Regions from separate parts of the Mus musculus genome. Here regions 1, 2, 3, 4, 6 and 7 are each linked to region 5. A link is a contact called in public ChIA-PET, HiChIP or PLAC-seq and promoter capture Hi-C data. All regions are on one chromosome and are shown on one strand. Each heading gives the region's core, a stretch centred on a gene start, on an enhancer-like site or on the middle of the called end of the contact. The rest is flanking DNA. Distances are from core to core; before and after follow the strand shown. Region 1 overlaps Rbl1 (RB transcriptional corepressor like 1). Region 2 holds the start of Pigu (phosphatidylinositol glycan anchor biosynthesis, class U). Region 3 holds the start of Soga1 (suppressor of glucose, autophagy associated 1). Region 4 holds the start of Map1lc3a (microtubule-associated protein 1 light chain 3 alpha). Region 5 holds the start of Rbm39 (RNA binding motif protein 39). Region 6 holds the start of Samhd1 (SAM domain and HD domain, 1). Region 7 holds the start of Ndrg3 (N-myc downstream regulated gene 3).

Region 1 (3,842 bases), core at 324-2,823, 990 kb after region 5:
ACAGGGTCAGTTAAAGGGAAAGAGAAGGCCTGAATTCCATGAACAGTCGGACCAGAAGGGAGAACTGCATCGCTAGGATGAAGCTCGTGAGATTTTTGATGAAATTGAGTCATGAAACTGTAACCATTGAATTGAAGAATGGGACACAAGTCCATGGAACAATCACAGGTGTAGATGTCAGCATGAATACACACCTTAAAGCTGTGAAAATGACCCTGAAGAACAGAGAACCTGTACAGTTGGAAACATTGAGTATTCAAGGCACTAACATTCGGTATTTTATTCTACCAGACAGCTTACCTCTAGATACACTACTTGTGGATGTTGAACCTAAGGTGAAATCTAGGAAAAGAGAAGCTGTTGCAGGAAGAGGCCGAGGCCGGGGTAGAGGAAGAGGACATGGTCGCGCCAGAGGAAGAGGGGGTCCTAGGCGATAATGTCTCTCAAGATTACTGTTTCAATTTGATAAGGAATTTGGGGATATCTTTTGTACAGGTTTTGTTTGTTTGTCAGTTTTTAATAAACATAAGTGTAGGGACAGAGTTGTCTATTGATTGTCAAATTAAAGTTGTAGTGAGTATCTATTATATTCACATAGTATGTTCAGTTCAGGGAGTTGGACGCATGAAATACATGTGTACTGAACATGGGTTTGATTTCTTTGAGTCCATTATTTGGACCTCTTTTGAGATGAAATAAAGTTGAGATGAATTGGCATTTCGATAAAGTTCTTTTGGGATGAGATCTAAAACTCATCCTCTTTAAAAAAAAAAAAAAGGGAAAGAGAAGAACTTAGGTTTAAGAATAAACTACTGGGGCTGGAGAGACGGCTCAATGGCTCAGAGCATTTGCTGCTAATGCTGGGGACCCAAAGTTCAGTTCTCACCACTCACAGTGGTTCACAACCACCTATACTCCAGTTCCAGGGAAACTGACATCCTCTTCTGGCCTATACAGGCATCAGGCATGTACATGGTGCATAGACATGCATGCAGGCAGAACTCTTATATACATAAAGTCAAGTTTTTAAAAAATACAGAGTTATATCATGTGATGCAATGTCATAAGACATTTCTTAAATTTTTATGTAACTGAACAATATAAGGCAGAGATGAAGATGCTACCATGCAAAGGGACTGTAACTTTCCGTCCCGTCGTCCCTGTGACTGTGGTTGTGGCCATTGTCAGAAGAGCTTGCCCAGGGGAAATTGATAAGCTTTCAGCAGTGACACTCGAAGGAGCAATTTTCAGCTTTGTTCCTTCTGCCATAATCTTATCCATCAGTGTGTCCTTTGGTGGGTCATCTCCAAACAGTCTCCTCTTAGCACTTCCTGCAGCAGGGGAGCTGTAGCGCTCATGGACAGAAATCGGAGACAATGGTTGCATATCTAATAAAGAGAAAAAGAAAAGGTTTAAATTTAAAACGTATTCCAAAATAAAAAAATTCAGGTTTCCTTATTCACACACTAAGCACTTGAGCTGTAGAAGGGAGCATGGTTCCCACACTCACGGACTGCTGAGCCTAGAGGGAGAGAGAGCAGAGTGAGCAGTGTGGCAGCTCAGCTTTCCGCATTCCTGCAGCTCTGTCCATAGCAACAGAGCAACCCATTAAGAACAAGGGAGAGGCTGAGCAGTCGAATGACATAAGCACTAACTGAAGAGATGGATTCTAGCTCTTAGTATTACCTACTAAATAAATAGCACCCATGATTAAGAGGAGGCACAAGCAAAACTCGGTTTGTGGAGTCACAGTTTTGCCACCCCCACATTCCTAGCAGTTTAAGGCAGTGGCTGTGGTTTATGAATCAGTAAACACAGAGCCATCTTTAGTAGGGTCACCAGGAAACAGGAGCAAACGTGACACATGCCACTGCTGGCCCTGCCTTAGTTGGAGGGTCTTCTCTTCCGATCAAAACCAAAGAGAAGATATTGGATTGGTGAGATGGATCAGTCGTTAAAATGCCCATCATGCAAATATAAGAAGCTGGGGATTTGGAGCCCCAGCCTCACGGTGTGATGGCACAGGTCTGTTATCCTGACAGAGTAAATAAAGCGGGGGAGGATGGGCAGAGACAGGCAGACCCCAGAACTCACTAGCCAGCCTGCCTCATGTGGTAAGGCGAAGTGCAACATCGGAAGACATGGGGTATTAACCTCTGTCACACAGACACAGTTAGGGACAGGGCCTCTCCCAATGCAATTCACTACAGTGAACACAGGATCTCAAGACAGTTTTGATACTATATGTTCTTCTTTAAGGAAGAAGAGATATTTTATTCTAGAATCAAACAGATTTAAATAGAGGTTTCATTTATCCAAATTCAGCATTTCAATATGATAGCAGCTTAATCAAGTTTTTATGTTAATATAACAGATAGTCACAGGAGTTTTTTTTAGGTACATCAACAGAAACAACAGATCTCTGCAATAGAGCTCATGTACTTTCTTTTTTGTTTGTTTGTTTTTGTTTTTCGAGGCAGGGTTTCTCTGTGTAGCCCTGGCTGTCCTGGAACTCACTCTGTAGACCAGGCTGGCCTCTGCCTCCCGGGTGCTGGGATTAAAGGTGTGCCCCACATTCTCATTCTCTTCTTTTTTTTCCCCTTATATTTTTTAAAATGTTTTCAGCTTCTAAATTTTTTTTTATTAGATATTTTCTTCATTTACATTTTAAATGCTATCCTGAAAGTCCCCTATACCTTCCCCCGGCCCCTGCTCCCCAGTCCACCCACTCCCATTTCCTGGCCCTGGCATTCCCCTGTACTGGGGCATATGATCTTCACAAGACCAAGGGCTTCTTCTCCCATTGATGGCCGCCTAGGCCATCCTCTGCTACATATGCAACTAGAGACACAGTTCTGGGGGGTACTGGTTAGTTCATACCGTTGTTCCTCCTATAGGGTTGCAGACCCCTTTAGCTCTTTGGGTATTTTCTCTATCTCCTCCATTGGGGGCCCTGTGCTCCATCCAATAACATTCTCACTCTCACATTCATATTTTCTTCTCTCTCTCTCTCTGTTTTTTGTTTTTGTTTCTGTGTAGCCCTGGCTGTCCTGGAATGAACTCTCTCTGTAGACCAGAGTGGCCTTGAACTCAGAGATCCTCATGCCTTGGCCTCCTGAATGTTGGGATCAAAGGCATATACTACCATGCTGGCTCTCTGACAACATTTTTAACTTTCCAGTTGGTATAAGAGAGCTGTTAAAACATTCAAAAAGCTTTCCAGGATAGTCACATAGATACTAGGTCATATGCAGAGATGAGCAATGAATGGTAATTAAATGCTTTGGGCTGGTTTTATGTCAATTCGACACAAATTTGAGACATCTGGGAAGACAGAACTTCAACTGAGAAAATGTTCCCACCAGCCTGGCCTGTGGGCAAGCCTTTAGTGAATTTTCTTGACTAATGACTGAGATGGGCTTACTTCACTGTGGCCCATGTTGCCCGTTGCCTGGCAGTCCTGGGCACTATAAGAAAGTAGAGTGAGCAAGACAGCGCTCCTCCATTACCTCTAAATCACCCCTGCCTCTAGGTTCCTGCCCTATTTGAGGTCCTGCTCTGACTTCTCTTAGAGGTGTACAGTGATGTGGATTACAAGTTGAAACAAACCGTTTCTTCCCCAAGTTGCTTTATCACAGCAATAGAAACCTAAGAGAGCCATTAGTAACTTCTGTCTGTTATACAACAACAAAAATGGACTTTTGTCTTCCAAGGGTCAGCAAGCTCTCACCAGTTCCAGCATTGTTCAAAAGTTCAAGTCCAATGTTTCCTTTGACTCAAGGAGAACTATTAGTTGTGAGCTTCTACAAAAACTGTAATGTAAGTTACATATGTCTGGCTTT
Region 2 (3,884 bases), core at 266-2,765, 820 kb before region 5:
GTAAGGCTACACAAAGCAGACTTCTAGGATGCTGATGTGTTTGAGCTAGGTGCTGGCTATCCATGTGTATGTATGTGTGTATATATGTATGTGTGCATATATGTATGTGTGTATATATGTATGTGTGTATATATGTATGTATGTATGTATGTATATATGTATGTAGGTTCTGTTTTGTTTAAAGACTTAAACTTGATCTAGACAGATGGTTCAGGGGATAAGAGCACTCAATGTGCAAACATGAAGATCTGAATCTAAATTCCCAGCACCCCTGTCAAAAGACCCAAAATAACCATTGCCTGAGATGCCTGTAACTCCAGCATTGGGAGGATTGTAGGAGTGGAGACCGGCAGAAACCCCCGGGGGTGGGGGCATACAGCCCAATTGAAATAGCTTCAAGTTCAAGTAGACCCCATCTTAGGAAATAAAGGGTAGAGTAATACAGAAAGACACCAGACATCCTCCTTTGGCTTCTGAACACACACCACAAGCACACACAACCCCCGCCCATACACACACAAGTAATAATGACAATAAATAAATAAATAAATAAATAAATAAATCAAACTGTAGCCCCAACCTAACCCACATCTTTTTCTGCTCTGAATATTTCACAACCTCGGGTATTTCTTGATCCTTTGCAACCTTAAAGTCCTCTTTTTTCTAATCTTTTCCCAAACCTGGTCCTTCATTCATTCATTCCGGAAAAGGGAAGGCAGTTTACTCAGGGTCAGACACTAAGGAAGTGACTATAGAAACTTGTTCGTCTCCTCTACTGTCCTGTGGCTCCTTCAGCTCAATCTCTGTCTTCTTGGAGGCGATAGTATGCAATAGGGTTTAATACACACACACACACACACACACACACACATACATACATATATTTAAAAAGCAAACTAAGAAAAACTTCACGAGGAATCCTAGATTGGGCATAGGTGACTGAAGTACACAGCTGCCTTTCTTACAAAGGCACTGGTTACCTTGGTCCTGGTCACCGGCTCGGCTATCTGCTACTCGGTGGAACACCCCCAGCAATCTCACTGTCAAAAGCTAACACTTCACAAGTCCCAATGCACACATCACCCTCGGATATCCATCCTTCCGCGGATCCCGCCGCCTGACTCGGGATACTGGGACACGCCCCCTCGGATACCCATCCCTAGGGTAGTGGGGCTCACACTCCACATCTCCTCCACACCCCATCCTCCACACCAAAGCTCCGCCCTCAGCTCGAAAAGAACCCCCAGACGCGGGTCAGTCTCCACAGAACCGTGCGCTTGTGTCCACCTCCTCCACCTCCAATTCAATTCACAGGCTGGCAGAGCGCCGACCGCCCTACTCTAGTCAGTGGCCTCACCTCTCTTCCAAGAGCTCAGTGGGGACACCACCTCCACCCTCTCGGAAATGAACTCGGCCAAACTGGAGCGAAACAAGGCCGCCCTCACGGTCACGGCCACCACAAGCACCAGGGCCAAGGGAGCCGCCATGATAACTGAGGCGGGCGCGCAGGCAATGCGGAAGAGCCTCAAGACTTGCGCGCCACACTGTAGTACCTCCGTGGAACGAGTGCCGTGGCTGTTGCTGGAGCACACAGACTTTAGGACTACCATTCCCAGAAAGCCCTGCGGCGAGTCGACGGAAAGTGGGATGTGTCAAACTTTTTGCAAAGGTTTGGACTACGCCTCTGATCAAGCAAGAGAAGTGAAGAAATATTGTACCTATTTTACTGAGATCGTGAGCAAAATTTAAAGAAATAATTTCACTCGTGTGAATATTTTAATGTTAAAATGTTTACCTTTATATTTTTAAAAAGTGCGACACTCGTATTTACTGAGCGCCAACCATCCTCAAGGCACTATATTGTGTGGCGAGGAAACACTTTGGAGTGGTTAATTATTAGCTTTGCGACCTTCAGCAAGTTATTTAACCGAGGGAGTCAGAGCAGGAACTCAAGGCAGGAGCTTGAGGCTAAAACCGCGGAAGAACCCTGCTTTTATAGACTTTCTCTTCTGCTCATGCTCAAACAGCTTTCATGCACAACACCAGCACACCTGCCCAGGGATGCTTCCTCCTCCGACAATGAACTGGGCCCTCTCACATCAATCAATTTTTCAAAATCAAGACAATTTCTCACAGACCAATCTGATGGAAGGCAATTTTTCAACTGAGGTTTCCTCTTCCAAAATGACCTTAGATTGTGTGAAGTTGAGAATAATAACCAGGACATGTACTGCAGCAAATTCTGTGTAGGATGCAGTTTTGCTTTTCTCAGTTCAGGTTGGTAGCTTGAAATCCCTCCAGGTGGGAGTGTGTACAGCTCAGAGATAAGCAAACATAACAAGTCAGGGGTTTGGAGAGCCCGTTGATAAGCGCCAACAGAGCCCGTTGATAAGCGCCAACAGTCGTTATGTATGAAAAGTGCTACATGGGTGCTTTAAAATTAGCTATAATAATTAATTATGCAAGAAATTTTTATATCCATGAAGAAAATGGAACAGTGCATCGATTGTATGACCATGGTTAACAAAAAGTATTGAATACTTCAAAATAGGGAGTAGAGGTTTTTGATTTTTCCTAGCACAGTAATGTTTGAAGTCATATGTCAGTTACCCTATGATTACTTGTATACTGTATTGGGTTATCATACTGTACCCCAGTTAAAAAGGAAAAACTATATTTTTAGAAAAATAAAATAAAATAAAATAAAATGCATAATTGAGAATATCCATGGGGAAGGGAGGAATGCTGGTGACAGAACAGGGTGACATTTTAGATGAGAACGGCAGGATGCCTTCTCATGGTTTCCAAGCAGAGGGGACAGCCTCGGAGTCAGGAAACAACAAATATAAATGAGAATCAGGAAAGACAGCCGGAGAGAAGGCTCAGCCCTCAAAGGCTAGGCTCACAACCAAAAGGATAAGAGGATCAGCGAAAAACTGAGTGTGGGCCAAGGAGGAGAAGAACATCTCTTGCGGAAGGAGACACACATGAGAGGCAGGCAGGGGCAAGTGACTGTAGTTAACAATTTGGGGATTATCCAAACTATGTGTCATTGGAAAGTTTTATTTTCATTTTGAGTTATTTTGGTTTTTAGACACTGGGACTTTATTATAGCTCAGACAAGCCTTGAATTCATTGTGTATCTGAAGATGTCTTTGAAAGCCTGATCCTCCTATCTCTCTCTGCCTTCTCAGCATTGAGATGGCCGGCTTGTGCCACCACACCTGGCCTTTTTTGTTTGTATTTCTGTGTTTTGAGATGGGGTCTTGTCATGTACTCCCTGGCTGACCTAGCAATCTCTATGTGATTTCAAGTGTGTGTTGTTGTTGTTGTTGTTGTTGTTGTTATTGTTAAGATTTATTTATTTATTTTATGTATATGAGTGCTGTTTTCATGCACACCAGAAGAGGGCATCACATTCTGTTACAGATGGTTGTGAGCCACCATGTGGTTGCTGGGACTTGAACTCAGCACTTCTGGAAGAGTAGCCAGTGTTCTTAACTACTGAGCCATCTCTCCAGCCCCAGCAATCCTTTTTTTTTTCTTTTTTTAAAGATATTTTTATTTTTGGTGGCAGAGGTAGGATATGGAGGTCCGAGGAAGCCGTGCCTTTTTTCTGGGATCAGAAGCATGCCCCACTACACCCAGGTGCCATTGGAGAGTTTTAAACAGAGTGGTATCAGATATTTTCATTTTGTGGAGTTTTTGAGGGATGGGGGTATTTCATTTGATGCTAGGGATGAAACCCAAGGCCCTGGTGCATGCTAACCAAATGCACTGTATTACCTAACTCATTATTCAGGTGCACATTTTTAAAGGATCACTATGTGCCCAAGCCCATTGGGTGTTAGAGAACAAGTCATGAACAATGACAGCAGGGGGAT
Region 3 (3,946 bases), core at 997-3,496, 900 kb after region 5:
CTTTGTGAAGACTTACACTCCCATTTAACTGAAAAAAAAAAAAAATGGAGGCCTGGTTTGGGGAAGGCCCAGGCTACAAACAGGTGGTAAATAATCCTTTGTCAGATAGACCTGTGTCCTCTAGTGTACAGGAGTTTCCTGAGAACATGCTGGATAGAGGACCCAAAGGAAAGCAAGAGGGACACCCCAACATCCTAAGGAAGACTCCCCCGACAGTAGAAGCAAGAGGCAGTTAAGTGCCACAGGGCAGACATGTCATTAGAGTGCTGTCAACTCAATGGCTCCTGGCCAGGGCACTCTGGGTGTTGTGCCAGGCCATCAACTGTCAAGTGCAGACAATACTGTAGCCTCTTCCAGCAGCGGCAGTGCAGCCCGTGAAGATCCCAGCTTCCCACACCAAGGTCAAGAAGCCAGGGCAGGACTGTCCCCATAGCTGCCACCATGTCAAAGAAGAGGCAGCCAGAGCATGGGCTGCACCTAGGTGCCCAGTCACCGACGATTGCTTCTCCCAGACAGCTCTCCAGGCCCACACACAGAGGGAATACCCCTAACCAGCAGGACAGTTTCCCTCTTCCCACAGGGAGCACGGGCCAAGTCTGCCCAAACCTCTCTCAGAGGGGACAGAAGACAATATCCTGGGATTGAGGAAGTGGCCTCTGAACCAGTTCTCCCACGACATCATCCTCCCAGGCTGTGGGACCGTTAGACTGGGCGGAAGTGGACTCGAGCCAAGGGGATGTTCCCAGATGTCACGCTTTCAAACTGGATCCGCCCCAAAAGGCAGGCGAGGACAGGCCTGCCGGGGAAGCCCTGGGTAAGGACTTAGGATGGTGTTCTGCCTCTCCTTGCCAGGGGATAGCACGGTTTCCCTGGCAGCCTAACACACGGACATTGGTTCCAGAACAGAGAGCCGAGAAAGCCTGCTGATCTGGGACCGGGGTCCTGGGCAGGTTAGAGGGGGGGAAGGTCAGCCTTGGCTGACTATCCCCACTCACCCATCAGAACGTGTCCTCTAAAACAGTTTTACCGCGGGTGGGAAAGTGCACATTGGGGTCCTTTACTCGGTGTCTTATCCATAATCCTCCTCACCGGAAAAGTGGGAAGAGAAGGTGGGGCACTCTCCCTGCTTGGTCAGCGCCCTGGACTCTTGAGCCCGGATGACCAGTCCTCTCCCGCCCCTGCGCCTCCCCCATCCCCCCCAGGTCCCCACCTTGAGATAGTCGTTCTCGGAACGCAGCTCTTCCAGCTCCCGCACCAAGCCTCCGGGCCCACAGTCCAGCATCTCCTCGGTGAGGTCGGAGAAGGCTAGCGAGGCGCTGAGTGGCAAGCGGCTGCTGCCCACCGACGATGCGGCCACCGACGGCTCATCCGGGGAGGCGGGAGGCCGCGGAGGCTGCTGCCCCGACTGCGCTGGCTGGGGCGGCTGCCCGGTGCGGGTCCCCGCCGGGCCGCCCGCCGCAGACTCGGCGTCGCTGCTCAGCGCCAGCTCCAGGCCCAACTGGCGCGCCTCCTCCGACGCGCAGTCCGACACCTCGGAGCTACTGTCCGTGAGGCTGGGCGGCGGCGGCGGCGGGCGGGGCCCGGTACCGGGACGAGGGCGACCCTTGGCGCGGACCCCCGTGCGCACCCCGGCCACCCGAGGCCCCGTGCCTCGGGTACCAGGAGCCACCGCGCGCCCCTTCTTGTCGGGCCTCGCCGAGGACGCGGTGCCACAGGCTGTAGCGGAGCCCGGGCCTGTGCCGCGGCGGCCTTTGGCCAGAGACCAGCCGGCCACGTCCTTGGGCCGGGCTGGTGATGGCGCGCGGTGGCTTTTCTTCCTCTCCGCGGCGGGCGCGGGCGCAGGCGGGGGGCCGTAGCCCCGCGCCGATGACTCTCCCGCTGGCGTCTCCATCGCGGCCTCCCCGGGTCTCAGCGAGCGGCGCGCATGGCCCGGGAGTGGCCGGCTTGGGTGTCCCTGCGGCGGGTCTCGGATGCGCTCCCGCCGCTCAGGCCGCGACTGCGCTCCGGTCTCCTGCGTCCGGGGGCTGCGCTCGGGCCCTGCCCCGCGCCGCGCGGCCTCTCCGCCACTCGGTGCTCTCAGCGCGCGGCCCGATCTCCTCCAGGCGCCGCGACTCCGACTCCGGCTCCGCCCGGTGCCCGCCCCCTCCGCCTCGCCGCGCCCCCGGAGTGCGCCCGGACCCCGACTGCAGCCTGCTCGGCGATCGCCGCCTCGGACTCCCAGTCCGGCTGAGGCCAGGGCCCCGGCTCCGCCCGGCGCGGCCCGCCCCCCACGCAGCCCCGCCAGCTCCCCGCCCCGCCGCCTCGGCTCGGGGGCGCGCGGCTCGGCGAACAAAAGGCGGACGCGGCGGGAGCAGCGGGGAGGGACGCGAGCGGGGAGCGAGGGAGGGATCCGCGAGGCAACAGCGACCCCCTCGAGGGTCAGGCGGGCCCGGGCAGCCGCGGCCTCGGCTCGCTCCCGCCGCTCCGGGCCGCCGGCCGCTCCTCTGCGGGCTGGGGGATCACACCCGGCCGAGGAGCCTGGAAGCCCGGCGTCGCCGTAGGGGCCTCGTGGACGACAGGAGAGACTATTCCCTGGCAGAGGCCCCGCGGACCTCAAAGGGCCGGAGCCAGCATCCATGCACACCCAGCACCGCGCCGCGCGCCCCTTGTGGGTGCTGAGCCTGCGCGAACTCCGCCCCCTTTAACTGGGCATGACAAACGACCCCATCCTATAGAACCTTAAACTGAACACGACCTGGCACGCGGTCGGTTCTTGGTCTGAGAAGGAAGCAGGATGGATCCTACAGAGTATGCTGGACTCCTTTTGCCTCGTCTATCTGTCCGCTGCCATTGGAACCGTGGCGTTCCGCGTGCATCTTGGATCTTGCACACCCTAGTTGCCTATGAACCCGGGCATAGTCTTGTCTCCCCGACCCCAATTTCATGGTCTTTGCGATTAACTTCAGGCTGTGCCTTGAGGATGCCAGACCGTTAGGTGCTTAGGGGGCAGGTTCTAGGCCGGTTAGGGGCTGGCATGGGACTGTGACCCTGAATACCAACAGGGTCAGATTGACTCCACCACAGACTCCAAGGCCCCAGTATTGGTGGGCATGGTTTCTTTCCTCTTGAGCTATTCAGGCTATCAGAGTTAATTTCTCAGAATCCCTTACACCTTCCTCACCTCTGCCCTCTCCACACTGTGCCTAAACCATAGTAAGTTCTTTGGCCCTGGGAAGGCACTCATCAGCATGGTAGCTGCCCAGTCTCTTGCCACCCAGAAGGTAGCTCGTACACACACACACACACACACACACACACACACACACTATGCAGCCTCTTTTTCTTCCTTTAGACCCTTCTCGGTCTTTCTCTCCCCTTCTCTTTTCCCCCTTCTTTTCCATGGGTTCCTCGTCCTCCTCTTCTTCCCTCATCTTTACTTTGGCTCCTCCCCTTTCTCCTAACCTGACCTACATCATGGCCAACTAGTTCAAGGTCTACTCCTTTTTCTTTTATTGACCCACCATCCACCTCGAAGTACAAGCAGGTCTGCCTAGCACCTGGGAACCCTGAGGACCCTGGGGAGTCCTCCTACACCCAAGCCGCGGAGTCCAGTCCTAGCCTGCTCTAATGGGTCCATTACAAGTTCATTATCGTGATTGTCCCTGCTCTTAAGGGGCTCATTGAAGTGATACAGAGAGAATGTGCAGTTCTTGAAACTTGTTGCTTCCTATAGAACATGGGTTTTTGCAGTGTGAGGGCATATGCATGAGACCATCCTCAGCTGGGTAGGCACTAATGCAGACCATGCTCCATATTTCAACAAAGAATCTTAGAATTCTCCCCCCACACCTCTCTCTCAAGATGGTGTCTCATTTTATTGCCAGGCTGGCCTTGAATTCATGGGCTTAAGCTTTCCAAACAGCTGGGAGTACAAAAGTCTGTCAACTCTTGTCTCAGAAGGATTAAG
Region 4 (3,787 bases), core at 1,020-3,519, 900 kb before region 5:
TTCTTGGCGAGTCCTAAAATTTGGGATGACAGGCATGTGCCACCATGTCCAATCTATGTGAAGCTGAGATCAAACCTAGGGTGTCCTGCATGGGAGGCATGTACTCTACCCACTGAGCCGCACCCCAAGGATGTGGCGTTTTTATAGGTGAGTACGAGACTCCTCCAGGTCTGTGCTATTTACCTTCCTATTTACGTTCCTACATGATCCGCTTCTGGCTCCCATGGTTCAGAGCCCTTCACTACCCACCCTTTCAGTATTTAAAACCATATTTTACATTTCTATTCTCTCTCTCTTTTTTAAAGGATTTACTTATTTATTTATTTTGTATATGTGAGTACCCTGTAGCTGTCTTCAGACACACCATAAGAGGGCATCCGATCTTATTCCTGATGGTTGCGAGTCACCATGTGGTTGCTGGGATTTGAACTCAGGACCTCTAGAAGAGGAGTCAGTGCTCTTAACCCCTGAGCCATCTCTCCAGCCCCATTTCTATTCTCTTAATGATCTTTCCTGCTGTGTCTTTTTTTTTTTTTTTTTTACATTTATCTATTTGCTGTGTGGAAGTTGTTCTTCTACCACCATAGACAGAAAATATTTTAATATTTAAAATATTAAAAAAAATTCTTCTCGGATTCAGTAGAGAGATGTCCTGAGACAGATTTAGTAATCCTGTCACTTGCTGAAAGGGAAGCCAGAACATTGCAGAAACCTCAAAACAAAGGCTAATCCTTGCACTAACAGATTTTCTTGTAGGGGAAGGTGTCTAAGGTTAGTGAAGGCACTAAATAGGACTTAAGGTCATAATTTAGGGAAGTAATCCTACCGCCCCACCCTAATTTGGGGCTGCCACATACCAGGCATTGAGCTGCCTGGAGAAGGTAGAGATGGGATATAAGGCCTGGTTGAATCCCTTTGTAGGTGGAGCCTCTAGGATCTAACATATTCCGAAAATTGAACCCACATCCTCATGCTTGCGGGCAAGCACCCTACCTGACCAAGCAGACAATAATATCTTTCCAAACAAATCCAGCTCCCTAAGACATTTAAAAAGCAAAACAAAACCCAAAACACAAGGTCTCACTATCTAGACCAGGCTGGCCTTGAACTCAAGAGACCATCCCGTCTCTGCCCACAGAGCTGGGGTTAAGGAGGCACCGCCACCCAGCCTCTTTAAGGCAATCTCAGCTGAATTCTTGTTACCTTAGCAGCTTGTTTTTGTACCAATCACTACCATTTCTGTCCATAAGCAGTTGTTTAGAATTACTCAAGCGTGCATCTGTTAACTTGGTTCCCATCAAATTTCTTCCCTTTGAGCTGTATGTTTCTGAAGTACAAACTAACTTTTTTTTTCAAACAATGGTCCTTTGTAAATTCTTTTGTTTTATCTTTTTTCTTCCTTACTTCAACTCTAGCCCATCCTCCTGCCTCAAACTCCCATAGAGCTAGGACTACAAATGAGAGCCAGCTACATCTGGCATTGATTCTGGCTTTCAATCGATTTTTAAAGTTCTTCAAGGGGCCGCCTCTCCGTGTCCGTCCAGTCCCTCTATCCCCTCCACCTCCCGCAAAACCTGAGATACTGAACTTAAGCCTTCCATCTGCTAGGCAAGTATCCTACCCTGACCCTCGGTAACATTCCCAGACCATACTTCTTTCTATCCTACCAAGGGGCTCTACCTGTAAAATCTGACTTCGCGTGTTGTCAGTTCCGAATGTTCTCCATCTCATGGTTAACCACTTCTGATATAGCCCCCCCATTCAGCGATTCTCTCCTGCTTTATCTAAACCACCTATTAACCAACCTCACTCTGGAAATCTATGCTTTCTATGGTTGTTCCAGAATTCTTTGAAAGCCTGGGTGGGGGGTCTGGAGCAATGGTTCGACAATTAAGAGCCCTTGCTATTATTTCAGAGGACCTAAGCTTGATTCCCAGCAGTGCGATTAACTCCAGCCTAAGGAAATCCGATGCTATGTTCTGCATCCGCGGGCATACACTTACAGACACATTAAAAATTTTAAAACTCTGGGTGTTCCATCCTCTCCCCGCTCCACCTTCCTTCTCGAATGCTAAACTCGATGAAGGTGCGGTGAACTACTCCGCAGCGTCGAGAGACTGGATGGAGGCGACAAATGCCTGGCTTCTGAGTCTGTGGCGCCAAAGAGAGGAGCTTGCCATCGTGACGTCACAGAACTGTGACGCGCCCTGGAGCTCCGCCTCCTTACGACCTGCGCCGGGAATCCGGGCTGTCTGCGCCGTGGCGTCACAGGTCCAGGCAGGCGGGTTTTCCGTCGGCCCAATGGGAGCGGCGCGCCGGCCTCCCCTTTAAGGAATGTTGTGACCTGACGTCACCCAGGCGAGTTACCTCCCGCAGCCGCCACCGCCAGGCTCAGCGCGAGCCCCGCAGCCCTTGAGCTCGAGCCCCGGAGCCCCCGGCGCGCCGAACCGCAGACGCATCTCTGAGCCGCGCACCCCGGAGCCCCGGCTGCGCGCCCCGCCGGGCCCGCGCGATGCCCTCCGACCGGCCTTTCAAGCAGCGGCGCAGCTTCGGTGAGGCCCTGGGGGGCGAACTGCCATCGGGGATCGAGGGATGGGGGTGCCAGTCGACCCCGATTGCCGCAGGTGACGTCAGCCCCATGACGTCAGGCACCGGCCGGCCGGACCCCGGGTGGAGAGGCCGCAAGGCCTGGCAGGGTCGCCCGCCTCCCTACCGCGTCCCCCCGGTGGAGGGCTGCGGGGCCGACGGCCCCGGGGGCGGGCGCTGGGGCGGGGCGGGCCGGGAGCCGCCCCTCGGGGATCAGCGAGGCGGAGTCGCGGGAGGCCTCAGCACCGCTGGGCCTCACACAGAGCTCTGTCCGCAGCCGACCGCTGTAAGGAGGTGCAGCAGATCCGCGACCAGCACCCCAGTAAGATCCCGGTGAGTCTCTAGCACCCCCCAGCCACGCCCTGCCCTGCCAGGTCCCGCCCTTGGCTTACGAGTCCCCCGCCCACTCCACTCCAGGTGATCATCGAGCGCTACAAGGGTGAGAAGCAGCTGCCTGTCCTGGATAAGACCAAGTTTCTGGTCCCAGACCATGTTAACATGAGCGAGTTGGTCAAGATCATCCGGTGCGTGGGCAGCCTCCTACAGGCCTTGGGTGGGGCAGGGTCAGGTTCCACAAGAAGGGATGGAGTGGGGCGAGGGGACTGATTTGGGACACCGGGCCCCTGTTCTAGGAGGCTGGAAAAGACCAAGGTCGGGGTTGGGACGAGCTTCAGTAGAGGTGAGAGCCTCTGGCTGAGATGGACCGAAAGTGAAGGTTCAGTAACATTTTGGGAGGGTCACCTAGGCCTCCAGCAGGCAGCCTCCTCACCTGGCATGCCTGCCTGCCTCCACAGGCGCCGCCTGCAACTCAACCCCACGCAGGCCTTCTTCCTGCTGGTCAACCAGCACAGCATGGTGAGCGTCTCCACACCCATCGCTGACATCTATGAACAGGAGAAGGATGAAGACGGATTCCTCTACATGGTCTACGCCTCCCAAGAAACCTTCGGCTTCTGAGTCAAGAGGAGGGGAGGGGGGTGGCTGGGAGTTCTGGTCAGGTTCTCCCCAGGGAGGTCCTGGCTCCTAAACTAAGCTATTTCAGTCCCCAGTGGATTAGGCAGAGATGTGACACCCACTCCCCCCCCCAGGTAGGGGCCACCAGCCAGCCTACCACATCCTGGGTAGGTCCTGGGCCAGTCATGTTCGGGTTGCTCTTTTGGGTGCTGGCTGGGTTGGGAGTGGGTGGGGAGCAGCATCCCTG
Region 5 (4,279 bases), core at 265-2,764:
CCAGAGACTGGTTGTAATTTATTATTCTTGGACCCCTGCAGTTTTCCCAAACCACTACATTCACCTTTTTGCTATACCAAACTGGAGCTGGTAATTCTTAGTTGAGTCATTTTACCTAGGGGACCACGGTACAGCGATAAGTCACTCAATTACTACCTTATGATTGACAGTTCACACTGGAATCAAAGGTGAATTCATGGGAGTAGAGGTGAGATATCGTTAGGCAAGTCTACAAAGAGAGATAGATGGGCATTTATTCATCACGCTGAAGTGAAACTACTGCACAATATTATTACATCAATAGCATATATTTACTTTTGTAAGTTACACGTATTGCATCTCTGATAAGGTAATCAAGAGGGCTCCGGGAAGGTTAGTTTACATTTCAGCAGTAGTTTCGTGAATAATGCTAAATTAAGAAATATATTAAAGCTCACTAGCGTGTTTTCTCACCTTCTTGTAAGGGGCCTCAAGCATGGCTTCAATATCAATATCGTCTGCCATTTTCTCTACTCGCCTGGGGAAGAACAAGACAGTCCTGTAAGTACACCTGCAATTCTGCTAAATAATAAAATAAGATAAAATGTCCCCTTGATCTCCCATCCTCAAAGCCTGAGAAAACTCCTTTGAAAGCGCTACGATGGCTAAAATTGTGCGACGCCCATCAGACAAGGCTGCCTTGGGTACGCCAAGTGTCACGTTCCTTGTACCTAAGACAGGAGCAGGACTCCAGGTCGAATTTCAAAAGCCCGCCCGCGAGCGGCTAAAAGCGCCCCCAGGAAGGATGCAGCGGAGCGCTTCCTCACCGCACAAAACCCGCGCTGCCATTTTAGCGGCGGAGGGAGACTCCCTCCGCTGGGAGGGGTTGTGTACCACGGCGGCGTTCCACGGGCGCCATGTTGGGAGGTCGCGACCAGCCCCGGCCCTCGGAAGGACAGATCTTTATCTGACCGAGGTCCCCACGGAGGTCCCGGCCGCTACCAAAAAACGCCCACGACGTCCTTGCCCGAGATGAAGGGCACGGCCGAGGAGAGGTGACCCCACCGTACCGGGAAGGCCCCCTCCCCCTCTGCGCGCCGAGCAAAGCGGCGAAAAGCCTCGGCATCGCGGAGCACCCAGCTCGGGCAGGCGACCCACTCCCCGCCGGCCGCGACGCCCCGTACCTGTGCGGGCTTCCGCGCGCCTGTGCTCGCCACGGGAAGTCGGCTGCCGCCGCCGCCGCCGCTGCTGCTGTCGCTACTGTTAAGCCACTAGGCCCAGGCCGCGGTACCGCCCAACCCGAATATCGGGCCCCGAGGGCGTCTAGGCCCAAGCGAATCTAAAAGAAACAATGGGATTAAAGGAGCCCGCGACGGAGAGCAGGGCAGCGGCTTCGGCAGCTCAGGATCCACCCCTGCGACAGCGTCGGCTAGCTCCCTGAAATGGCGGCCGCTGCTCCTCCGTACTCACAGTCACCAACACATACACACACACAAACACCCGGGGTCTCCCGGAGCCGCAAGCACGGGCTCTCGCGAGAAACTGCCCCGGGTTCCAGACTGGAAAGCACGAACTATCGCGAGATCTCTCACCGCGGCTCCCGGCGACCGTGGCCCAATCTCGCGCAATGATTGCGCCACAGATGATCACAGTTTCCCTTCCCCCAATTCCGAAAGGCTTCTCGGACTCCCCCGCCAGAGCTGCACCCAAGTCTCGCGAGGGTGCGTCCTCTATCGGGCAAAGACAGTTGGTGCCCTGACTGTCAATCTTTGGGAGGATTCCTTGCTGAGTGGTGCATCGTTGCTGTCATCCTGGCTGGTGTCATCTCCTCGCTGGGTGTGAAGGTTTCCCCTCTCAGAGCCGACCCCCACCCCGGACACCCGCCCTCCCACACAGATGGCTGTCAAGGTCGCCATAAGGCAACCTATTATAATACATATGGCTGTGGGCTAAGACAGTCGTGTCCAGACCCACCAGTGGTGAAAACGCATGCAGACAAGAACGAGCTGTACACAGGGGAATGGGAATAAAAAGTACGATTTTCTTGTCGTTTGGTGTCACCAGTTAGATGTGGGCTCGATAGTGAAGCTTCGCAACACCCTTGGAAACCGGAGGCGGTGGCCGGGCTGGGAAGAAACCGCAGTGTGTAGCTTTCTAACCCCTGAATTTAGTCGGGCTCTGAATCGGGGTGGTTTGTGACTTTAAAAGGTCCCCTCACTTTTCCCTAGGATTTTGACTGTGTGAATTTACCGCTTTTGTTTAATTTTTGTTGGATTTTATTTGGTTTGCTTTTTGTGTATTTGGGAGTGGTTAATTCTGTGGTAGAGAAGCTGAGTGATCATTGGAAGGTTTTTTTTTTCTCCCACTTTTACATAATAGAAAACGTTTTGAAATAAAATATCAAACCAGTCTGGAAACCTATCAGCAGCTTAATAATTGAGGGTATAAAAGGTCCAAAATGTCACACCTTGCTTGGTGTAGCCACTCCAACAATGTGACCTTGAGCAAGTAAATTAAGCTCTCCATATATTCCGATTCCTCCTCAAGGGGGGAATATTATAATTAGTAGCAAGGATAAGCTTGACACTAGCCAAGACTGCAAATATTCACTAATTCCCAAGTTTAGCAGGGGATGTATGTCCAGGTGGACTCTCCCTGAAAGCTCGTGAGGAGTAGGAAGAGCATGTGGAATGATGACAGGAAACTTCTTGGGGCTGGCAATGTAATACAGTTGGCAGGTGACTTTTCTAGCATGCCTGGTAGAGCTTGTCTATAGTTATGCACTCAGAAAACAGAAGCAGGGGGATTTCTGTGAATTTGAGGTCAGCCTTATGAGTTCCAAAAAATTTAGCTGATCTGGCTTTCTCTCTCAGATGTGGCACACTGCATGAAATCACTGATAGTTTCCTGCTGAAAGATTAGGCTTTCCAACTTCCCTTGTGGACTACTGAAACTTCTCTGCTCCTATAAGGGGCTACAACCTGTCTTCCTCTATAGGAATGTTAACCATAGGGTGAGTGGTGACAGGGATGCCCCTTCACCCTGAATAAGCAGTGGTCTTGCCTAACTAAGGTCAGACCAAGCCCCTCTCTGTCTTCTATCTCTCTACAGGAGCCCTTAATTAATAGTCCTGTCCTGGGCTGCCAAGTCAAGGACAACGCGTGCCACACAGTAAAAGGCTATGAAAAAGGTAGAAGGGGGACTGGAGAGAAAGGAGTAAGAGCACTGATTTGATTCCCAATACTCACTGGCTGCACACAACTACATTAAGCAGATCTGGTGATGCCTTCTGGTCTCCACAGGCATCAGGTATGCAGGTGGTGCACAGACTACATGCAAGCCAAACACATGCATGTTAAATGTGTATGTGTATGTTAAACAATTTGTTCTTGAAAAGCTAGACTGGGGACTGAAGAGAGAACTCAGCAGTGAGAGGCACTGGCTGCTCTTTTAGAGAGCCAGGGTTCAATTCTCATCACCCAGTGATGGTCCACAATTGTAACTCTAATTCCAAAGGATCCTACACCTTCAAGACACAGACATACATGCAAGCAAAACGTCAATGCATATGAAATAAAAGTAAATCATTAAAATGTTAGTAATAATAAAGTTGAGACTTAGGCCAGGCATGGTGACATATGCTTTAATCCCAGCACTTGGGGACAGAGGCAGGCAGAGCTCTGGGTTGAGACCAGTCTGATCTACAGAGGGAGTTCCAAGACAGCCAGGTCTTACTCAAAAGATGGAAAAGTTATGGCTGGGTGGTGGCAGATCTCTGAGTTCAAGGATAGCTGGTCTATAGAGTTGATACAAAGCTCTAGGTTTAATATTAGCACCTACTAAAGCCAGACTCCAAGGTGCAAGCCTGGATCCAAATGTTCTAGAAATAGGAGGATCAGGAGTTCAAGGTCACCTGACTGACATACTTTGATACTAGCCTGGGCTATTGAGCTGGGTAAGACCCTGTCTCAAACAAAGGACAAAAATGAGGGTGGTAGTAGAAGAGAAATCAAGGGCCAAGGCACATGATGACTGAAAGTCCCTTAAATTGTTGTACGAAGTTCAAAGATGATGGTGGATACCTTTAGTCTCAGTGCTTGGGAGGCAGAGGCAGCCTGGTCTAAACTTCATGTTCCCGTTACAAGATGAGCTACTTAGTGAAATCCTGACTCAAAAACAAACAAAAACAAAAAACAAAAAGCCGGGCGCACACCTTTAGTCCCAGCACTCTGGAGGCAGGGACAGGCAGATTTCTGAGTTCCAGGCCAGCCTGGTCTACAGAGTGAGTTCCAGGACAGCC
Region 6 (4,361 bases), core at 124-2,623, 950 kb after region 5:
ACTCAGGAGTCAGAGGCAGGTGGATCTCTGAGTTCGAGGCTAGGCTGGTCTATAGAGACTACATAAGACAGGCCCTGTCTTACCCCACCCCCACCCCCAAAGTTACTCTTCTGTAGAGGGAGAGAAAAAGAGAAACGTGAGTTCCTATTTTTAAGCTTTCTTTCTTTTTTTTTTTTCCCCCAGAGCTGAGGACCGCACCCAGGGCCTTGCGCTTGCTAAGCACTCTACCACTGAGCTAAATCCGCAACCCCTTTTAAAGCTTTCTTAAAGTCAGTCCTTCAGTTAGGCACAAGGGGCTCCACCCCACAAGAAGTAAAGTTCACTGAATTTGAAAATCATAACCACGGAGGGGCCACTTTCCAAGCGAACACCTCCGGGGATCGATCATGCAAGGGGTTAAGCTTCACAGCCACCAACCAAGAAAAAAAAAAAAAAAAAAAAAAAAAAAAGTTGAGCAGATTCAAAGTGTTGACGGGAGCAAGACCAAGAACCAGAAGCATCCCTTAAAATTCTTAAAATTCTTGAGTGGCCAAGTTGTGGAATGTTGGGGTTTCAGTGAATAACTTGCTCTTATGTTGGAAGAGAAATTCCCTTAGTAGCACTCTGCAAATACAATGAGCACATACTGAACCCTACTAGGCTATTATGATAGTCAGTGAGAATCCAGAGATTAAGCACCTTCCCTCCCCTTTAAGGAAAACCCCAAATTCCGGGACCAGCTTCAGAGTTAAACTTAAAAGCGCTCAAAATCTCTCATGGGGCCAAGTGTTCCGGGAGCTGCGGTTAGCACAAAAGGGTCTCCCAAGCCAGGTGAGCCTGAAAGACCGCAAGCCACAGCCGGAGGTCTGGGGTAAAATCTTCTAAGAAGGGCGGGGATCGCTCCTGGCAGAAGTGACAAGTTCCCGAAAAGACCCTTCTACCAAACCTCCCTGGGCCTCTACTAGGTTCGCCGCCCAGAGTGAACCGATGGGCTTGCACTTCACCTGTGCCCACCTCGGGTAGCCCGTGTGTTCGCATCCCGACAGGGCGCCTCCTTCTCCAGCGGCGGGTTCCCGCCAGCCGCTTCCCCCAGAGACCTCCCCCTTAGGATGCCTCCCATGTGGACTCTCCCTGCTCGGCCCCACGGTGGCCATCCTTCGTCCCTCAGGCCCGCTACCTCTGAAGATGTCCAGCACTTTCTTCTCTCGGAAACCACGATTCTCTAAGAAGGAGCACACGTCCTCCGGTTCCCAGGTTCGGAGGTCGGTGTTTTGGAAGTCGTCGTCTGCAGACAGATTAGCTGTTGCAGGAGGAGTGCTCGGTGGCGTCCTTGGGCTGCCATCGCAGCGGGGTCGCTTAGCTGGCTGCTCCAAGGGTGCGCTCTGCATGGCTACCTCCGACACCCGGGGCTGCGAAGTTAAGTACCGCGGCACCGGCTCGCGCGCAGCCGCACTGACACCACACCCCAAAAGTGAGTCCATTCAGTTTTGCCAGCCTCCAGGCCTACTGCGCAGGCGCCCCGGACATCAGCCCTGGGAGCGTGGCCTCCCCGGGGCGCTCGCGCCCGGCCCATTGCGCAAGCGCAATGCCTACGCGATCGCCCTCAACTCCGCCCTTGTGTTTCTCCGAAAGGGTGGTGTTATTAGAAAAGCAAAACTGAGTTGTGGTTAAGAGTGGAGACTTTAGTGAGGACAAGGCCAAAGAGGGCATCTGGGGCTAAGGAAGGTTCACCACGCTCCAGATTAAAAAGGTCTTCTGGTGAACTGCAGGTATCTTCCTGAAACAAATACGTTTTGCCAGGTTTCAAACACCCCAAGCTGTAAACTTGTTAAAATAAAATTAAAAACAAAAAACAAAAAAACCCTATAAGGCAACAAAGCTGCCACTCCTATCCCAGAGCAGAAAACAAGGGACTGGCCCAACTGGAAAACCCTGAAGTGATTGCCAGCTGGTTGTCGGACTGTCCTGTTAGATTCCACATTCACAGTTAGTTGGCAGCAGACCGCCCTATTATTTCCAAATAGACAGTATTTTTACTAATTACTAGTCAGTGTCCAAATAGCAGGCTTTCTTTTTTTTTTTTTTTTTTTTTTTTTTTTTTGGCGTTAAGCCATTTTGGGACAGACCCCAAACTTCCCCATAAATCTTTATCCACCCATTACTAGTACAACGACCACTAATTTACGACACCTCTTCAGAAACCAAGACACATACACATCTAGGTATTTTAACGTCAGGCAGTACAAATGAGATGTTTAGTGGTGAGCCCGACAGCTGTAAGTGATGCTTAGGCATAAAATACAAGCTTGAGAGCCGGGTGTGGTGGCGCACGCCTTTAATCCCAGCATTTGGGAGGCAGAGGCAGGCTGATTTCTGAGTTTGAGGCTAGCCTGGTCTACAAAGTGAGTTCCAGGACAGCCAGGGCTACACAGTGAATCCCTGTCTCGAAAAAACAAAACCAAAAACAAAACAAGCTCGAGGCCCGATGTTCATTACCCAGCAACAAACAAACAACAGACAAACTAGAAATCGGATGAACCAAAATATTCTTAGCAAACAGTGCTGATGTGATCAGGGCCCTGTTCTAAAGGCTTTACAAACATTCATTTAACGAATTTCAGATGTAGGAAAGTGAAGTATAAAAGCTGGGAGAGAGGGCTGGAGAGATGGCTCAGTGGTTAAGAGCACTGACAGTCCTTCCAAAGGTCATGAGTTCAATTCCCAGCAACCATATGGTGGCTCACAATCATCTGTAATTGGATCCTATGCCCTCTTGTGTTGTGTCAAGGACAGTATGGTCATATACATAAAATAAATAAATAAATCTTAAAAAAAAAAAAAGCTGGGAGCTAAGAAACAACAGAGACTGGGCTTCCTGCAAAAGACCATGCTCTTACTAAATCTGCCTTAGTCAGTACTCTCTAAAGGAACAGAAATGTTAGAGTAAATATTTATGTGTGTGTTTAAAAGGGATTTATACAGGATTTAGTTCATGTAGTCCAACAATGGCTGTGAGACTCTGGAAAAGGCCAAGAATGTGGTAACTGTTGGGTCCAGGAGGCTGGTTGTCTGTCATAATAGTCCCAGCCTGGCACTGGAGTCCTGGAGGAGTCCTGGAGAGCTGCTGGCCCCCTGTCTACACTAGAATCCCAAAGGAGTTGGCTTTTGTCCAAAAGGAAAGCCACAGGACTGGCATAGATGAATGTGCTAGTGAGAGCGAGGGCAAGCAGGCAAAGAAGCTCTTAACTGTCTCTCATATCTTTTCATCTGGGCTGCCAGCAGAAGAACCAGAAGATTTAGGACGGGTCTTCTGGTCTCAAATAATCTAACAATCTAATAATTCCCGGAGCAGTCAAGTTGTCTAGCCAAGATTGGTCATCACCCTAGCGGCCCCTCCCTTTGCTACTTATTTATTTATTGAAACAGGCTCACTGCGTAGCCTCACTGGGCTTTGAGTACAGGAACTTCTTCAGGCTCCAAACTGCTGAAATTACACGTCTTATCCACCACACTATTGCATATTGTGATGGTTTGTATATCCTTGGACCAGAGAGTGGCACCATCTGAAGGTGTGGCCTTGTTGGAATAGGTGTGACCTGGTTGGAATGGATGTGTCACTGTGGGTGTGAGTATAAGATCCTCACCCTAGTTGCCTGGAAGACAGTCTTCCACTAGCAGCCTTTGGATGAAGACATAGAACTCTCAGCTCCTCCTGTGCCATGCCTGCCTAGATACTGCCATGCTCTCACCTTGATGATAATGGACTGAACCTCTGAACCTGTAAGCCAGCCCCAATTAAATGCTGTTTTTTATAAGACTTGCCTTGGTCATGGTGTCTGTTCACAGCAGTAAAACCCTAACTAAGACACATATATTGGTTGTTTTTAACTTTTGTTTTGTTTTTTGAGACAGGCTCTCATTATGTAGCTCTAGCTGTCCTGGAACTATGTAGACCAGACTGGCCTTGAACTCCCAGAGATCTTTCTGTCTCTGCCTAGGACCTGTTGCATGGATCCACTGTATATTTTTTAAATGAAAACTTGTGTGTGTGAATACATGTGCCATGGTGCAGATCAGAAGACAACTTGGAGTTGTTGGCCCAAGTGATCAGGTTTAGCTCCTCAAACTTGGCAACTGTGAGTTCTATCACTAGTTTTTGTTATTTACATAGCATATGGTTTCTTTCTTTTTAAAGATTTATTTAGTTAGTTTATATGAGTACATTGTCACTGTCTTCAGACACACCAGAAGAGGTCGCCAGATCCCATTACAGATGGTTGTGAGCCATCATGTGGTTGCTGAGAATTGAACTCATGACCTCTGGAAGAACAGTAAGTGCTCTTAACCTCTGAGACATCTCTCCAGCCCGGCATAGGGTTTCT
Region 7 (4,087 bases), core at 264-2,763, 810 kb after region 5:
GAAAATTAAGCAGGGAAGATGAAAATTTTGTGGAGCCTTTGAAGTGTGGAGGAGGATTTGCTAAGGGAGGAAAAGGCAGTTTGTGCTAGTTATTTTGGGGGCAAAAAAAAAAAAAAAATCAACACATTTTTATAGCTGTTCATTTGGAACTCAAATCAAAGGAGGTGTCTTAGATTCTTCACCACCGTGTCAACGCTTTCTCGTTTTATCTTAAAGCCTGAAAATGCTCAAGACCAGCTTTGGAGCAGAGCCAGAAAGTCCCAAAAAGAGGTGATACTGGCTAAATCTGCTCTGTCACCTCCACAAGTCCAGCCAGCCCAGCCAGCCTAGTCCTGACAGCTAGAAAAGAAATGCTAATTATACCTTGGGGGGCTGGGGGGGGGACACCCTGGGGGAGGGGAGTGGGGTTGACGCAGGAGAGGCTTACTGTGTTCTACCAGGGAGCCACAGGGGAGAGCCTCTCAGCTTAAGCCATGAGGCTCCAAGTCTACCTGTGACATGCAGGAGAGCTCTGCAGGGGGAAAAAACGGCTTCGAGAAAAAGAAGGGAGAAAGCACTGGATAGGGAAGCAGCGAGGTACAAAGGTGAACCGATCTTAATAAAACCTTTAGCAAGATCCCTGGCACAAAGCGAGTATTTGGGAGGGAGCCAGTTCACGTTAACATCGCGATTGTTATCACAACAGCATTTCCACCGTACTGACCAGAAGATAATTCTATTCGTAGCCCACTTTTACGACCTTTAAAAGCAACTCTAGATAAATGACAAGTGTATTCCCCACCGCCCCAAATTTAAAGATACAAGGTCAAACCCCACCAGCTCTGGCTGTGAAAGCCCCACCGCCTCTGAGTTAAGAGAGCTGGCCGTGTCACTTGTCAGTTGCATGACCTTGGACGCGACATTTCACCTCTCCGTGCCTCAGTTTCTTTGGCTACAAAGTGGGCTTTAGACAAACCGTGGTCCTGTGGTCCCAGGAGAGAAGAGTGCCTCTGTGGCTTTGGGAAGAAACCCACAGAAGGCGAGTCCAGGCCCCTGTCAAAACTCTCTGGGCTGTGAGGGGCAACGGGGTAGGTGGATGCTCAGCTCTAGGAGCTCCGTGCTCCGCCGTGAGAGGCGGAGAACGGGTGACAGCCTCAGGGGGTTCCAGCGACGGAGGGTGCAGACCTCTGTAGCGACGCCGGACCCCAACAGGTCACACGCTGCCCTCCGCCGACTAGGTACCGGCAGGGGCGCGGGAGGCCGGGCTGAACGCGATAGGCTCGGGGGGCTCAGAGAAGGCCGACCGCGAGGACCCGGGGCTGGTCGCGTGGCCATCGGTCCGCAGCGCACAGAGGAGCGACACCCGGGCGGGCGTACCGCGCGGCGCGCCCTCCGCCCGCTGTGGTAGAGGCGCTCACTCACCTGAAGCGCTAGCGCGGGGCCGTCAATCTACAGCAGCAGCGGCAGCAGCAGCAGCAGCAGCAGCAGCAGCAGCAAGGAGGGGGGGCGCTGCGCAGCGCAGGCGCGCTGAGGATGCCGGGGGTTTACGCATGCGCAACGCGCCTGCTTACGCTAGGAACTACAGACAAAATGGTGGTCAGGCCTACAGAGTCTCTAGCAGCGCCATCTTGGCTGTAGTTTTTCTTCTTGCGGTGTCCCGGAGGCTGTTGCTCAGAACTGCCAGGAGGGGATGTGAAATGTTTTCTCTGCACACCTACCTCTCCCTCATGGTTGAATTATTAGTAAGCTCTTATGGGCCATGACATACTTGTTTTAACAAGGTTTAAAGCTACACTCAAGATCATCTGGCACTCCTGAGCCTCAGGGATTCGATTTCCAGGAATCAAATTCCTAGTCCTCTTCCATCTTTTACAAATGGCAGCCATATTATTTCCTTCTTGAGTAGAACAAGAGAGTTGGTTACTTCACACAAAACAAACAAAAAACGACTGAACATATTATTGACTCAACAATTAAAGATTTTCATTGTTAATTGTGCATATACGAGCATCTGTGCAGGGCAGTGATGTTCATATAAATGTAGCAGATTCCTACTAAAGACAGCTGCAGAATGTTGAAATGGGAGATTACAGACATGAATTCCAGTCCTCTCTACGAACAGTGCACATCTAAACACTAAGTCATCTCTCCAGACTAGAATCAAAACGTTGCCTGCATGTGCTGGCAACTTTTATGTCAATTTGAAATAAAGTAATTTGGGAAGAGAATCTCAGTTGAGAAAAGGCCCCTAGTAAATTGGACTGTGTAGTGTATTTTCTTAGTAATGACTGATAATGGGAGCACCCAGCCTACTATGGGTAGGTGGCCCTGGAGGGGATAACAAAGCAAGCTGAACAAGCCATGAGAGAAGCTGGGAAACAGCACTCCTCTATGGCACAAGGGTCACCATACCTTTGGGAGCTGACTCTTTCACAGGGCTTACATATCAGATATTTATATTTGATTCATAACACTAGCAAATTAGTTATAAAGGAACAACAGATAATTGTGTGTCTGGGGCTCACCTCAACATGAGCAACTTATGTTATTAAAGGGTTGTAGCATTAGGTAGGTTGGCCTATTATCAGTTTCTGCCATCTTCCTTCAGTGAACTGTCTACCTAGAAGGGTAAAATTAAACAAACCCAGGCCAGGCCCAAGCCAATCTGAATGAAGGCAAAACTAGTATTGAAGGCATTTTATTACATGATTTATATTTTTTTTTTTTTAAGATTTATTTATTACATGTAAGTACACTGTAGCTGTCTTCAGACACACCAGAAGAGGGCGTCAGATCTCGTTACAGATGGTTGTGAGCCACCATGTGGTTGCTGGGATTTGAACTCTGGACCTTCGGAAGAGCAGTCGGGTGCTCTTACCCACTGAGCCATCTCACCAGCCCCCACATGATTTATATTTAACTGTTAACAAAGCACTGAACTGCAAGTTTACCCTCAGTACATATTACTGGCTAAATTAGGAAACATTGCCAATGTTCTATAAATGACACAAAAAACAAAGCCTCTCTCATAAAGCTGTGAATAAGCATAAACCATGCTTGGAGCTCAGTACCACTGAGACAGGCCAACACAAACCACTGGCCTAGCAGCTGCTGTGTAGCCCAGAGCCTGCAACTCCTGACTCTAGCTTCTACTTCTTTAGTGCTGAGGTCCAAGTTTTCATGCTTTGTTTTTTAAACGTTCTAGTCATTTTTAAGTTGAAGACATCAAACACATTTTCCATCTTCAAGTTTGAACACTTATAAACAAATGTGATCGGATGTAAGAAAATGGAGGAAGGCACAGTCACCTTTGAGGATGACTGAGCAAAGTGAGATGAAGACATGTTCCAAAGTCTATCTGCTCTTGAAACAACAGTCAGTAATAACATCTTTGATTCTCAAATACAGGCTTTCTTGGAAGCTGTCTGGTTTCCTTCTTCGTTCTACTCTGGACAGTATCATTCTATCTTTGATAACTAGGTGTTAACTGTCTGGGCTTTTCTATGACCACCCCAATTTCCAAATAATGACATGGAGGCATAATTATTTATTTAACCAACTTAATCCACTTTATCTTTTTGTATAGAAAGACTTATGTGTAGCCACAGCTGGAGCCTGGGTCCTCTGAACAGATCTGGTGTGGGTTTTCACAAGGTGATCAGTGAATTCCTGATAAGGAGACTTGTTGAACAGTTTCTTTCCAGAGGTCAGGGGTCAAGTAGCTGTAGGTCATGGAGGGGGCATCAAAGATGGCCTTGACAGAGTTGCCCAAGCTGGCAGCGCAGCCCCTGGCTGAAGTGCAGCAGTCATCTATATTGGCCACCATCAGGGGCTTCTTCAGCACAGTGCAGAGACACTGCTATTGCCTCTGAGGGCAGGGATGAGACGCACCAGCACAGAGCCACAGCAGCCTGTCACCTAGCATGGAACAGTATACAGCTTGCAAACACTGTTGCCCCAATAGCCTCTCTGCACAGGGGTGATGGAGAGCTTGGCCAAAACGATGGTCCCTCAGATGGCAGTGGCTACCTCCTTGGATCACCTAAAGCCAACACCAATGTCACGTGACCACTGTAGTCTCCAATAGTGACAAAAACCTTGAGTCTGG

What was found. Promoter capture Hi-C pulls out the DNA fragments that hold promoters and counts their contacts. ChIA-PET counts read pairs in DNA pulled down with a chosen protein or histone mark. HiChIP or PLAC-seq counts read pairs in DNA pulled down with a chosen protein or histone mark. Capture Hi-C pulls out chosen DNA fragments and counts their contacts.
Region 1: a contact with region 5 is called in an HNF4G HiChIP or PLAC-seq map of pancreatic cancer cells. The contact joins the enhancer-like site here to the promoter of Rbm39 in region 5. A contact is called at or near these places in 1 of 39 promoter capture datasets (pre-B cells), 1 of 484 Hi-C or Micro-C datasets (centroblasts), 3 of 115 datasets of contacts at active chromatin or transcription factors (large pre-B cells, pancreatic cancer cells and pro-B cells) and 1 of 9 other capture datasets (liver).
Region 2: an RNA polymerase II ChIA-PET map of memory CD8 T cells shows a contact between it and region 5, with 14 read pairs. The contact joins the promoter of Pigu here to the promoter of Rbm39 in region 5. A contact is called at or near these places in 2 of 115 datasets of contacts at active chromatin or transcription factors (memory CD8 T cells and microglia).
Region 3: a contact with region 5 is called in a promoter capture Hi-C map of adipose tissue, with 2.7 times the contacts expected there. The contact joins the promoter of Soga1 here to the promoter of Rbm39 in region 5. A contact is called at or near these places in 1 of 39 promoter capture datasets (pre-B cells), 1 of 115 datasets of contacts at active chromatin or transcription factors (memory CD8 T cells) and 1 of 9 other capture datasets (adipose tissue).
Region 4: a promoter capture Hi-C map of pre-B cells shows a contact between it and region 5, with 2.9 times the contacts expected there. The contact joins the promoter of Map1lc3a here to the promoter of Rbm39 in region 5. A contact is called at or near these places in 1 of 39 promoter capture datasets (pre-B cells) and 1 of 115 datasets of contacts at active chromatin or transcription factors (memory CD8 T cells).
Region 6: a promoter capture Hi-C map of pre-B cells shows a contact between it and region 5, with 3 times the contacts expected there. The contact joins the promoter of Samhd1 here to the promoter of Rbm39 in region 5. A contact is called at or near these places in 1 of 39 promoter capture datasets (pre-B cells), 3 of 484 Hi-C or Micro-C datasets (B cells, CD8 T cells and regulatory T cells), 3 of 115 datasets of contacts at active chromatin or transcription factors (bone marrow-derived dendritic cells, effector CD8 T cells and pancreatic cancer cells) and 3 of 9 other capture datasets (adipose tissue, liver and macrophages).
Region 7: a contact with region 5 is called in a promoter capture Hi-C map of liver, with 2.9 times the contacts expected there. The contact joins the promoter of Ndrg3 here to the promoter of Rbm39 in region 5. A contact is called at or near these places in 2 of 39 promoter capture datasets (liver and pre-B cells) and 3 of 115 datasets of contacts at active chromatin or transcription factors (effector CD8 T cells, embryonic forebrain and extraembryonic endoderm stem cells).

Annotation. Positions count from the first base shown.
Region 1 is chr2:157,168,743-157,172,584 of GRCm38.p6, forward strand. Rbl1 (RB transcriptional corepressor like 1) reads right to left here. Exons shown (of 22, transcript NM_011249.2): 15 at 1,125-1,388. It also overlaps the pseudogene Gm14277. Among named protein-coding and RNA genes, the nearest start is that of Rbl1, 34 kb to the right of the region's middle. Within about 2 kb of position 1,574, at least 81 of the 459 cell types and tissues checked have an H3K27ac peak or open chromatin away from gene starts, as enhancers often do. A contact at or near this core is called in pancreatic cancer cells, where this site is marked.
Region 2 is chr2:155,355,909-155,359,792 of GRCm38.p6, forward strand. It overlaps Pigu (phosphatidylinositol glycan anchor biosynthesis, class U), which reads right to left and starts at 1,516. Exons shown (of 12, transcript NM_001004721.1): 1 at 1,358-1,516. The coding sequence starts at 1,487. It overlaps Mir695 (microRNA 695), which reads left to right and starts at 909; the gene lies at 909-1,017.
Region 3 is chr2:157,077,019-157,080,964 of GRCm38.p6, forward strand. It overlaps Soga1 (suppressor of glucose, autophagy associated 1), which reads right to left and starts at 2,247. Exons shown (of 15, transcript NM_001164663.1): 1 at 1,211-2,247. The coding sequence starts at 1,891. It also overlaps a transcript of Tldc2 not described here.
Region 4 is chr2:155,274,095-155,277,881 of GRCm38.p6, forward strand. It overlaps Map1lc3a (microtubule-associated protein 1 light chain 3 alpha), which reads left to right and starts at 2,270. Exons shown (of 4, transcript NM_025735.3): 1 at 2,270-2,552; 2 at 2,864-2,919; 3 at 3,004-3,110; 4 at 3,381-3,787. The coding sequence starts at 2,513. The coding sequence ends at 3,543.
Region 5 is chr2:156,178,724-156,183,002 of GRCm38.p6, forward strand. Rbm39 (RNA binding motif protein 39) reads right to left here and starts at 1,515. Exons shown (of 17, transcript NM_001291114.1): 1 at 1,164-1,515; 2 at 454-517. The coding sequence starts at 504.
Region 6 is chr2:157,133,723-157,138,083 of GRCm38.p6, forward strand. Samhd1 (SAM domain and HD domain, 1) reads right to left here and starts at 1,374. Exons shown (of 16, transcript NM_018851.4): 1 at 1,157-1,374. The coding sequence starts at 1,367.
Region 7 is chr2:156,990,598-156,994,684 of GRCm38.p6, forward strand. It overlaps Ndrg3 (N-myc downstream regulated gene 3), which reads right to left and starts at 1,514. Exons shown (of 16, transcript NM_013865.2): 1 at 1,402-1,514. It also overlaps the pseudogene Gm14276.